Regions from separate parts of the Manis pentadactyla genome. Here region 2 is linked to region 1. A link is a contact called in public Hi-C data. All regions are on one chromosome and are shown on one strand. The core of a region is the stretch at or near the end of the contact, and the rest is flanking DNA. Distances in the headings are between cores, read along the strand shown. Region 1 holds the start of TIMMDC1 (translocase of inner mitochondrial membrane domain containing 1). Region 2 holds the start of LOC118911425 (cytochrome c oxidase copper chaperone).

Region 1 (5,442 bases), core at 1,973-4,472:
GATGTTTGTCAGTGTCCCACCTTATTCTACTGTGTTAGGTCAGGTTCTCCTAGTTGCCAAGAGCAGAAACTGTCTCTAGTTAGTTTAAGCAAAAGAACCTGTTAAAGGGATATGAAGGTGTATGATAATGAGTCTGATCACACACCCAAGTGGGCAGGTTGCAACGGGAAAGTGCTTGAAAGACCAAAGGGAAGATCCAGATGCCATAGGAGATGTGAGGGTTTACTGGGACTTACCTACAGCGAGTCCAGGAGCAGCTGGCTGGATAGGGTTGTACACCACTATGGTAGACAGGGAGGGAACTGTTTATTTGGGGTGAAGGGGCAAAGATTATGTGTGTGCTAGGGGTGAGGGGACAGAGACTACATGCTTTACTAGAAGGGATCATTCTTATGTGACCAGCGTCCCAAGGAACAAAACCTTGGTCAGAGGGGTCTGCCTCCCAATAAGATGTTTCCATCGATAAGACGGGCCTGGATTTGGCCAGCCCCCTGACATCAACACACCATACACCTAACCATACACCTAAGCATATTGGCCAAAGGAGGGGGCCATGTGGACACATGGTTATTCTGGGACAAAATGTTACAAGCAGGCAGGGCTTATCACCACACAGAGTATCCTGAAAGATCTGAACAAGTTTTATAGCAGTTGGAAGGGTTGAAAGCAGGGCAACTCCAGGCACGCCATCTCAGCGAGAGTTCTAAACTGCCCCAGAGTGCTGCTGGGCAGAGTTGCAGACGCTGCTAGGTGTCTCTCGGATCAAGATTCCCAAGAAAAAATTCAATGGGCTCCTTTGGATCAGCTCCAAAAAGGATAGTTCCAACCCTTCACCCATACACTATGAACAGGCACACACACATGCATAAAACCCCTCTTCCCATGCATCTAAAAATGCTTTTGTTTAAGATAATCCTACTGCATAGAGAGGTGTGGTGTGTCTGAAACAGAGAGATACAAATTATTTAATATTTGTCATACACTTCTTGAGCATCTGTACACAAACAGTGGGCGATAAGAAAATACTACAGGCTCCATAGCTTCAAGGGACTCTATAGTTGAGATTATAAAGTAAATAATATGAGAGGCATCATAGGCAGAAGGTGATTAAGGTAATGTGAGGCCCTAATCATAAGGCCAATTATTCATATAGACAATGTGGATTTGGAGTTTAGAGGAAGAACTTTCTATCTGGTGCAGACAGGAAACTTCATGGAGGTATAAAAACTGAGGAATGGTAAATAAGGTGGTCCTTGGGAGTTCTCAAAATTCTACCTGTAGAAAGTTATTGTTATATGTAATACAATTAACTGTAAATACATAGCAAGAGTAGTACCTCGTGAACCTAGCAAGGAAAGGGAAATTTCTGACCCCTGGGTGAAAATTCACAAGGGAAGAAGCTATTGAGCTCTATGAACAGAACTCAGCAACAAGCGCTAAGGGTAGGAGACCGGTGGTTCCAGGCACATCATAGTGACTGTCCTGAGATCCCACATTGATGGCCTTTGCTTTGGTGGCAAATGCACATCCTGGGGAGCAGAGAACTGTATGTGAAACAGTGGCTCAAGTAAACCACATAACACCTTTCGGTTTAGCCTTTCTTGGAGACCCTTCAAAAAGAGCAGACCACCAAGGAGGGCAAGTATTTCCCTAGTAGTAAAAAAAGGTAAGACCCCAGGGACTTGAAGAAGCAGGAGTGTAGGAGGGTTAACAGAGAGGTAGAATCTGAGGAACTGAGAGGGAATAGCAGCAACAGTGTGAGCAGTAGCAAAGATTCTGGGGACTTCTTGAAGTATTAGATGGCAAAGGGAACCTTACAAATGAGACTCCAGTTACCTAAAGAAAAAGGCAGCTATAGAATTAGTGAAATTTGCCTGTTGATATGACCTCATTTGTATCTCTAAGAAGTGAGCCCTGGGAATACTAGAGCTATATATAAATGATTTCATTAGTATCTGCATAACACCCTGCCCCACAATCCTAACTCCTGCTTCATCCCAGAATGATTTTGGGATCATCTTAAGCATTTGGCTTTCTCTCCATGTGGACTAGACAGACTATGCCGTCATTTTCTCGGGCTTTTAGGCCTTGGGATTTTATCTTTGTGCCCAGTGGGGCCTGTATGAGATAAGGCACAATCTGGAGCCAGAAGTCAGGGGATCTGAATTCTTCAACAATCTACATGCTAGACACCATGCTAGGCATTGGACATACAGAGATGAATACACAGTGGTCTCTGACCTTAAAGTTAGTCTACTGTGACACCTCAGCACACAGGAATTTGTCATGCAATGTAGTAGGTTCTATAATGGGAGCTGGATCCAATCGTGTCTCCCAGACACCAGAGAAATCTTCCTGGCACTGTCACTAATTCAGTCACTCCAGTCAGCCGCTTCTCTCCCTTATCTATACAATTCCAGCTAACAAATTCCAGAGTTCTATTTACTGTATTATACTAAAAAGCACACCCTTTTGAATTACATCGAGAGGAATAAAAGAGTGGTAGGGATTGGCAAAAGGGGATTATGGCTGCTAGTAAAGATTAAATGAAATTACCCAAACCAGTGTGAGGATATTTTAAATGTGCGTATTTTAGTAAAAACTACACCTCAAAATATGTTAGAGGCATACTGATGGTAAGTTATTGCTGGACTAACACCTGATAAAAAATTCCATAAATTGCTCAGCCTTTTGAGAAACGGCATATGAACTAAGGGAGGGTAAAATCCATCTTGTGAGAAATTTTCCAAAGCCGATTCTTTTTTTAAAAATGTTTTCTGGAAATCTTGCTGTGTCTGACACCAAGGCCCATCTTCAATGCCTGTTCTTTCCGTTCAGCGCGGGGGGCTTCCCGTGCCTGCTGGGCGGGGTGGGCTTGTATTTGCACAAACTGCCATCCCCAATTTCCGTACTCCACTTCTGAACACTGCACTTCTTCATCCACGTGCGTTTTATTTAAACATGCTAAACTCCTTCAGCCTGTGACCACTGGGCCCACCGGTCAAAGCCCGGGTTTGTGTAAGCCTTAAAACCCAGGGAAGCAGAGCCACATCGCACCGAGCGTGGCTACTCACCACCTCTCACTTCCGGAGGAAACGAGCCTAGCAAGTCCGAAGTCCATCCCGCCTCCAGCCGGAAGTACTTTAGACTCCTGTTCCGCCATCGCCTTGCTCCTTAACCTTTGCCCTGGAGGGGGCGGGACTTCCTGTCTCGTGCGTCCTAGGTTCTCCAAAATAAGACCGGGCACTGAGGGCAAGGTTGATGAAAGCTGTGGCCGCTAGGCTGGCTGCGGGTTACCTCGGGCCTAGTGTGCGGCGGCGGACACTCACTTGCCCTTGCCCTTACTGTACTCCCATGGCGTCTCCTGAGGCCATGGGGCCTGAGAACCCAAGTTCGGAGAGGGTTACGGAGTTGCGGCCGCCGGCACCACAGAGCTTCCTCTGCAGGGCTTTGGGTCCTTTCCCTCGGGTCCTTGCTGCCGAAGCTGTGGCCGCCGATTCGGAGACCCTTGCGGAGGACCAAAAGCTGTCTTCCTGCGTCCCAGAGCCCCATAACTTGGAGTCCGGATGGGACCGCCTCCGGGAGCTGTTTGTCAAAGAGTAAAAGTGCCCAGGGTCTGTGGGGAGAGGCTGCAAAGGCGGGGCTTGCAACCTGGGTTATCCTGGGGCGAAGGACCCTAAGGTGGTGTGGGTTATTTTTAAATGGGACTTGGGGGTCTAATATTTGTACTTCAAGCTTGTATCACCACATTGCCGTTTGGTAGTTCTGTTGATTGACAGAATGGTTTTCACATGTTAAGGGTGAGACTAAGAGCTCTTAGAGATTAAATGGAAATACAGTTTTAGTGTAATCCCCTGATTTTACAGATTAGAAGAATTGGGCCCAACTATAACACGAGAAATGACCCTTGTATCAACATAAGTATATCGTTCCAGTATTCTTTTTCGTGTTTCACATGCTATCAAACTTTGGTATTTCATATTTGATATTTCAGTCAGTAGCCCCACTCCCCTCCAAGAAATGGAGGTTGGAGAGATGGCAGAGAGAATTGTAAAATTTTTATTCTGCCATATAAGGGATACAGAAAAAGTAGTAGCAACTATTGTCTCACCATTTTTTTAGAACAAATTAGCTGGATTAATAAGGATATTTCAGAATAAAGAATAACCCTTCAAACTGAATTAACTTTAATGAAAAAGGACATCTCATCATTCCTTCAGTAGTGAAAGGTTCGCCCTTTCATTAAGTATTTTACCATACTACACTGTTATCAAGTGATTAAGTTAACTCTGAAGCTTTATTATGTTGCTGAAATAGTTGGAGCAAGGGAGTTAGCAGAATTGTATTTAATAACTTTACTTAGAATTCATCATGTTTATTTTAAAGATAATGAGGCAGCCTTTCTCATTAGTCCTTGCAATATTTACTTGAGATATTTGTGAAAGATCCTGTGGAGTACATAACACTTTGATCAGCTTTTATACATCACAGTATGTTGGAACTGAAAGAAATTTGAAAGATAATCTAGTGTAACTTCTATGCTGTCCCTCGTGGATGAGGAAATACAGGCTCACAGAGATTGTGGTCTGGCTGTAGGTTATTTAACAGTGAGTGGTAGAACTAGAGCCACAACCCCATTGTAGCTATTTACAGTCTAAGTCCTTTCCACCATTGTGCCCTGTCTCTCCAGCTATTTGGGTAAACCATATAACTTTTTAGAGCCTCTATTTCCGTATTAATAAAGTGGAGATAAATATCACTTACATCATGGAATTTTTCAGAAAGATGAAAAAGGGGCAATGCATATCCATCTTCTTGCTTGTTAAATCTTAATCTCATTTACATTTTCTCTTTTCTGAGTTCGACCATATACCAGTTTTTATGTAAATATTTTTTATCTTATTCAAAAGATCAAAGATAAAATATGTTTTCTTTTATAGATCATAAGAACTGGGCCCAGCAAATAAGTATCAGAATTGACCCTGGAATCAACATCAGTATTTCACTCCGGTGAAAAAAGATTATCTAAAATATATCTGTATTTTATCTTTTATATTATATCTATGTTTTTATTTTATATGCTATATTATAGATATAGTTATGTCTATAAATATATCTTTATATCTTTTCTATATTTTAAAATATATTTGTAAAAGGTAAGATATAAGGTTCAAATTATAGCAGTTTTTCCTATTGACATAGCATAAGAATTACAGTTTTCTAAGAGATTTTATGTAGATTTTTTCCCCATAGATGCAGGAACTGCAAAGACTCACTGATTCTGATACCAGAAATGTGGTTATTGACAATTAGAATAAGATAAGTACTTCTATAGTGTCTGAAGAAAGCAAGTTAGTAATATGAATAACATTTAGTAGTTATCTAGGAGGTCCATTATTTATAGTATCTTAATACTTACCAGTTTAGCTTTTTGTTAGAGGA
Region 2 (5,331 bases), core at 1,983-4,482, 140 kb after region 1:
GCTCTAGGTCCTAGAGATAGGACCTATTCCTATTTTCTGAATTTACATTCTAGTTGGGGTAAAGCAATGCAAATGAAAAATAAATACATAATATGCAGGCAATAGTTTTAAGAGTAGAGTAGCCACTAGCCACATGCTGCTATTAAAATTAAATAAAACTAAAAATTCAGTTCCTCAGTTTTACTAGCCGCATTTCAAGAGCTCAATAGCCACATATGGCTGGTGGCTCCCCCACTGGTGGGCAGGTACAGAACACTTTCACTGTCACAGAACGTTCTACTGCACAGTGCTGGGATGCAGCAATGTGGAAGGGATGCTGTTCTAGATGGAGGGTTGAGGGAAAGCCTCTCATTAAGGGGACCTTTGAACAGAGGCCTGAATGAAGGGACAGAGGGAGTTTAGTTGCTATCTGAAGGAAGAGCTTTCAAACAAAAGAAAATCAGCTATTTGTGGTACTGCTGCATGCACATCATTTAAGGTCCCTTTCAACATTAAAATCTGGATTCAAAGTTCTTGAAAACTTGGTGTGAGGTTTTAGTTCTATTAGAGTAAGTATGGTACACCAGAAATAGCAACAATTCCATTTTTGTTTTGTTTTGCAGAAAGCAATGCTTCCACGTGCAGCCTACTCCCTGCTTAAAAACACTTACTAAAGAACCACAGCATTAGAAGTAATGATTAGAGACCATTTTCCTTTTAGTTTCGTTAAGTCAGACAACTGAATGTTTTGAACTTCCTAAGCCATCAATCCTTTGGACTCTAACATAACTCTAAAGGCTTTTGTCAAGCCCTTTCTGGAAAATTAAATTCATCCCTTCCCAAATTCATTAAATGGCTCTCAATTTATCAGCATGATTTACATTCCTATATTAGGAACTGGAAAGTTTTTTTAGTGATACTTAAACATGTTACATTAACCAGGTGAATTACCTTTCAGACAGAATGTTGCCCAGTAATGGCTAAATCTGTACATCAATACACAAAATTGAAGCAATAAGCCTATGTATTGCCTTCCCAAACAGAAAGTACCATGCTCACCATTTCATATCTTAAATCCCAGGGCTCTCATGCACTCCTTGTGGGCCTCAATTAGGTGTCCACAGTGCTCTTCTCCTTTTTCAATGATACTACAAAACAAAATGTATTTGTTACCTAACAAAGTGAGCATTAATCACATTAGTAGTAAATAAGCATATGTAATAGGAATGGGTCTGATGGAATATAGTTGGGAGTTTTTAAAAAAATGTTATTACAGCAATGGCTTTGATTTTACTGGCTCTTGTTATACTTCCATGCCCAAGAAATGTTACAGAGATAGCTAAATTTTTGGGAGAATATGATTAGAAGAAATAATTATGAATATTAACCATTGCCTCTAGTCCATATCCAAGGAATACTACTGCTCTATAATGAAATAATCTCACTGAATAAAACATTTACATTAAATGAAGGAGAGAAGAGCTTAATTCTTTGCCTGCTATCAAAGAGGAATTACATTTTTTATTCTGCTCAAATACACCTAAATAAATCTACATCTAATCACAAGACACCAACAACATAAACAGAAAGATATGGCAGCCAAGAGCAACCTGATGAGCCCCTTTCATGGTGCTTGAAAAATGTTTTATTTGTAAAATTCACAAAGTAAAAACTAGGACCACACAGCTTTATTTGTAGGGCCTGAAAATGTAATTTCAGCAAAGAATCAAGCTGAATTCAATTTCAAGAAAAAAGTGGTTCCTGACTATAGATATTTGGGGAGAAGCCGTACTGGTCTGAGCCAATGGATGCAAAAGCAATTTTATAAAGGGTAGGTTCTCCTTCCATCTAAATCCTACACATCCTTCAGTAGCTCAAGGGCTACCTGCAAACAGGAGCAACTGCCTGGGATAGTGAGCTCCTTATGAAAATAACAGCATTCCTTGATGACTTACTGAATGCTGTAAATACTGTGCAAGGCTCATGATGTGGCCTATATCATTAACCGTTACAGTAACCTTGAAGGCAGATACTTTAATTAGGTCCATTTTCCAGACATCTGAGACAGATGTTAAATAATCAAGGTCAAAAGGATTCAAACCTTGGCTCTGGATCTCAAGTACCACAGGATCTGAAGGTTCAGTACCTCTTACTGTTACTATGGAAGCAATTTCAGTATCAGATTGTAGTCTTTCAATTCTCCCTGCAGTAGTATTTGCAAATACTGAGTATTAATAAAAAGTACGGAGCTCCTCCTATTACCCCACTATGCCACTCCTGATCACTTTCTATGTGAGGACAAAAAGGGGTGGGTGGGAGAGGTGCACATTCACATTACCCGAGGATTCCCTCTAATGACATTTGAAACTATAAAAAGAACTAGTATAGTTCTGTATAATAGAGAAATAGAGACTGTACAAAATGAGAAATAAACCTTTTGTGGATTGATGGTAATCTAGATGTACTATTCTGAACACTATAATGTCACCTACTCCCAGACTGGTTGATTTTTTAAGTTATCTACCTAAAAAGGGGGTGGAGCATAAGGGGAACTCTTCAGTTCTGCAGGAGATGTACCCTGTGTCCTACTATGTATGTCTAAATTCGGGGAGAGATTACCAGCAAACTTTTACTCTTTGGTCTTGCCAATCTTCTAGCATAGCCCAAACCACGTGGTATAGCAATCACTGCGATATGTGTCCATTAACTTTAAGCTCCTTTAGATCAAGCAGCATCTTTATCTGTTTCTAAGCCCTCAGCCCTAAGGCAGTGCTTGAGACGTAAAAGACGACCAAAAACCCTTTGATGGAAGGCATGAGGGGGCGAAGCGAGCCGGGGTCAACCTGACCGCTCTCCGGTCCCTTCGCCGGGGCCCCGGGCTGAGCTCTGGCCTCGGCCCGCAGCCTACTGCCAAGTCTACTGGGCCCCATAACCCTGAATTGCGCCGCACAGCGACGCTAGGGCCAGAGTCCCAGCGCTGCGGAGCGCGGAGGCACCGGAAGGCGGCGCGAGGGGCTACCGGCCGCCCATCCCCGGTTGCGCACTGACCACGCATCGCGCGCCTTCTTGGTCTCCGGGCAGGCGCAGCAGGGCTTCAGAGGCTTCTTCTGCGACTCAGAAGGCGCAGGGCTTGCGGCCACCAGACCCGGCATCTCTCGCGCCGAAAGCAGCCACTAGCACAGACACCCGGAACTCTCCTAACCTCCGCAAACGCCGGCTCGCCCGCAGTCACTTCCGGCAGTACTGCTTAGAAGACCGGAAGTACTGCCTTTCTCACACCGACGGGGGGAGAAAAGTGGGAGGGCGCAAGGATAAAAAGGGAGCGTCAGCGGAAGCGGCTAAATTAAGGCTTTAAGGGAGGGCGCCTCATGGGCGAAGGCGCAGAAAGATCAGGTGACTGAGCTCCCAGTATATAAATAAACTTGAGGAGGGATCAAAGGATGAATAAGGGCAGTCATCTTAACAGAAATTAATGGAGGGTGGTAGGGTGCAGAACTACGTACTTGACATTTCAGATGCACAAATTGTACGTAAAAAAATTGATGAAGTTAGTTATATCAAAATAAAGGCTTGAGGTTTTAAGTAAGGCATGTTAAATTACAGAGGCCATAAAACTGATGTGGCTCTAATGTCTTAGTGATTGTGGGTAAAACTAACATTCAGAGTATCTCGCCTGGCTTTAGTACATTTGCATATCCTCAGGGGTGGAGAGAAGTTCATCTCCAAGTCAATGGATAATTACCGGGGCAACCGAGGGCGTGTCTGAACCTGAGCGTTTAAGGGGAGGGGCTGGCTTGCTTCCTTCCGAAGCAGGGGAGAGGGTGCTGGACTGCAGTTTGTAAGCAATAAACGGTTTTAAACTTTATTTCTCCCTTTGACTGATGTCGGTTTTTAGAGGTACTTTGCCCCGGGATTTCCTTTCCCCAGACTTACAGTGATCTGTGTAAGCAAACCAAAATTAAGCAGCCTATAAATGCTTCGAGGTTACAAAATCAAAATGCTAAGGGCAGTTACAACAGCCAACTAGGCTTTAAATTGTAGCCAATCAATAGCAACTTTTCTTCTGTTTTTTTTTTTCTACAAAAGCCTCTCCCTGAGCTCCTGTTGGTAGAACTTTTCTAATCACTTCCACTGCCTAACAATCAATTTTTGCTCAAACTCTGAAATGTTTTAATATGGCTCAGTTTATCTTTAACAGATACTGTGGACAAAATTAACAAATAGATGATAAATTGTAGAAGATAATTGAAATAGCTAAATCCAACAAGGGACTAATGTCTGGAATATTTAAGGAGCTTAGAGAAAGTAACAAGAGAATAGCATCCTCAAAAGAAACATGGAGAGAGGATATGAAGAGAAATATATAGAAGCAAAAATGTTCAAGCAACCGTTTTTTTGTTTCCCTGCTTATTTAAGACTAGAAAATATGTAGAATATATGGAAGAGAAAAACCCAAGGCCAACACTCATAAGAGCAATTCCGAAAGAGTACTAATCATAGAAATGGAAAATAAAACAATGAGGTATCATTTTACACACAAAATGACTGACAAAAATTAGAAAATTGGATAGTGCCAAGTACAGGTGAGGATGCAGGAATGCTCCTAGGTTCCTGTTAGGAATGTAGACTGGTCCTGCCATGTTGGACAGCAGTTGGGAAGTATTCAGTTATTTTAAGAAAAGGTGCGCATAACTTAGTTCTATTCCCAGGGAGTTCCTAGCAAGTCCGTAAGGGACGGTGTATGCAGATAATTGTCACAGCAAGTTTATGAGGCAGGGAATTGGAGGCAATCGGGCATTCATTACTGGGGAGGTAGATAGGGAAATGCAGCATACTAGGCACAAACTAGAAGAAACTGACAATATGTACACACAGTAACCTGGACAAAATTTTTAAATAGCTTGGGTAGTGGAGAAAAGTAAGAATGAGAATAGATACATAGTCCAATACCATTTGCATAAATTTAAAGGAGTACAAAAAAAATGTGCACAAGAACAGGTACATGTAAAAAGGTATGTTTTAAACAGAAGGTTCCTTATGAGAGGAAGAAAGGGGATAAATGTAAATAAAGTGACTTTTCAGGGACCAATGATAACAATGTATCATGCACAGGGAAGAATAAGTCAATTATCTTCATCTGAAGAGCAAAGAAAGCTATGCTGGTTGCATCCCACTAAGTGCATTTTGGAATGGGGTAGTAATTAGATTTCATTATTTTAATGTCTTCTTCCACTACACCTTTAGGTCGTGTGGAACAAAGAGACTACACTTTTAGATTGGTATGGAACAAAGTAAGTTTTATTCTAAGGGCTTAAGCCACTTCCTTGCTTTTAAGTAAAAATAATCATTTTG

Evidence for each region. Hi-C and Micro-C count contacts between places; a contact is called where the count stands out from the background.
Region 2: a Hi-C map of skin fibroblasts shows a contact between it and region 1, with 2.0 times the contacts expected there. The contact joins the promoter of LOC118911425 here to the promoter of TIMMDC1 in region 1. A contact is called at or near these places in 2 of 3 Hi-C or Micro-C datasets (fibroblasts and skin fibroblasts).

Annotation. Positions count from the first base shown.
Region 1 is chr1:175,054,365-175,059,806 of mManPen7.hap1, forward strand. TIMMDC1 (translocase of inner mitochondrial membrane domain containing 1) reads left to right here and starts at 3,223. Exons shown (of 7, transcript XM_036883378.2): 1 at 3,223-3,599. The coding sequence starts at 3,262.
Region 2 is chr1:175,191,592-175,196,922 of mManPen7.hap1, forward strand. LOC118911425 (cytochrome c oxidase copper chaperone) reads right to left here and starts at 3,233. Exons shown (of 3, transcript XM_036883467.2): 1 at 3,028-3,233; 2 at 1,039-1,127. The coding sequence starts at 3,131. The coding sequence ends at 1,043.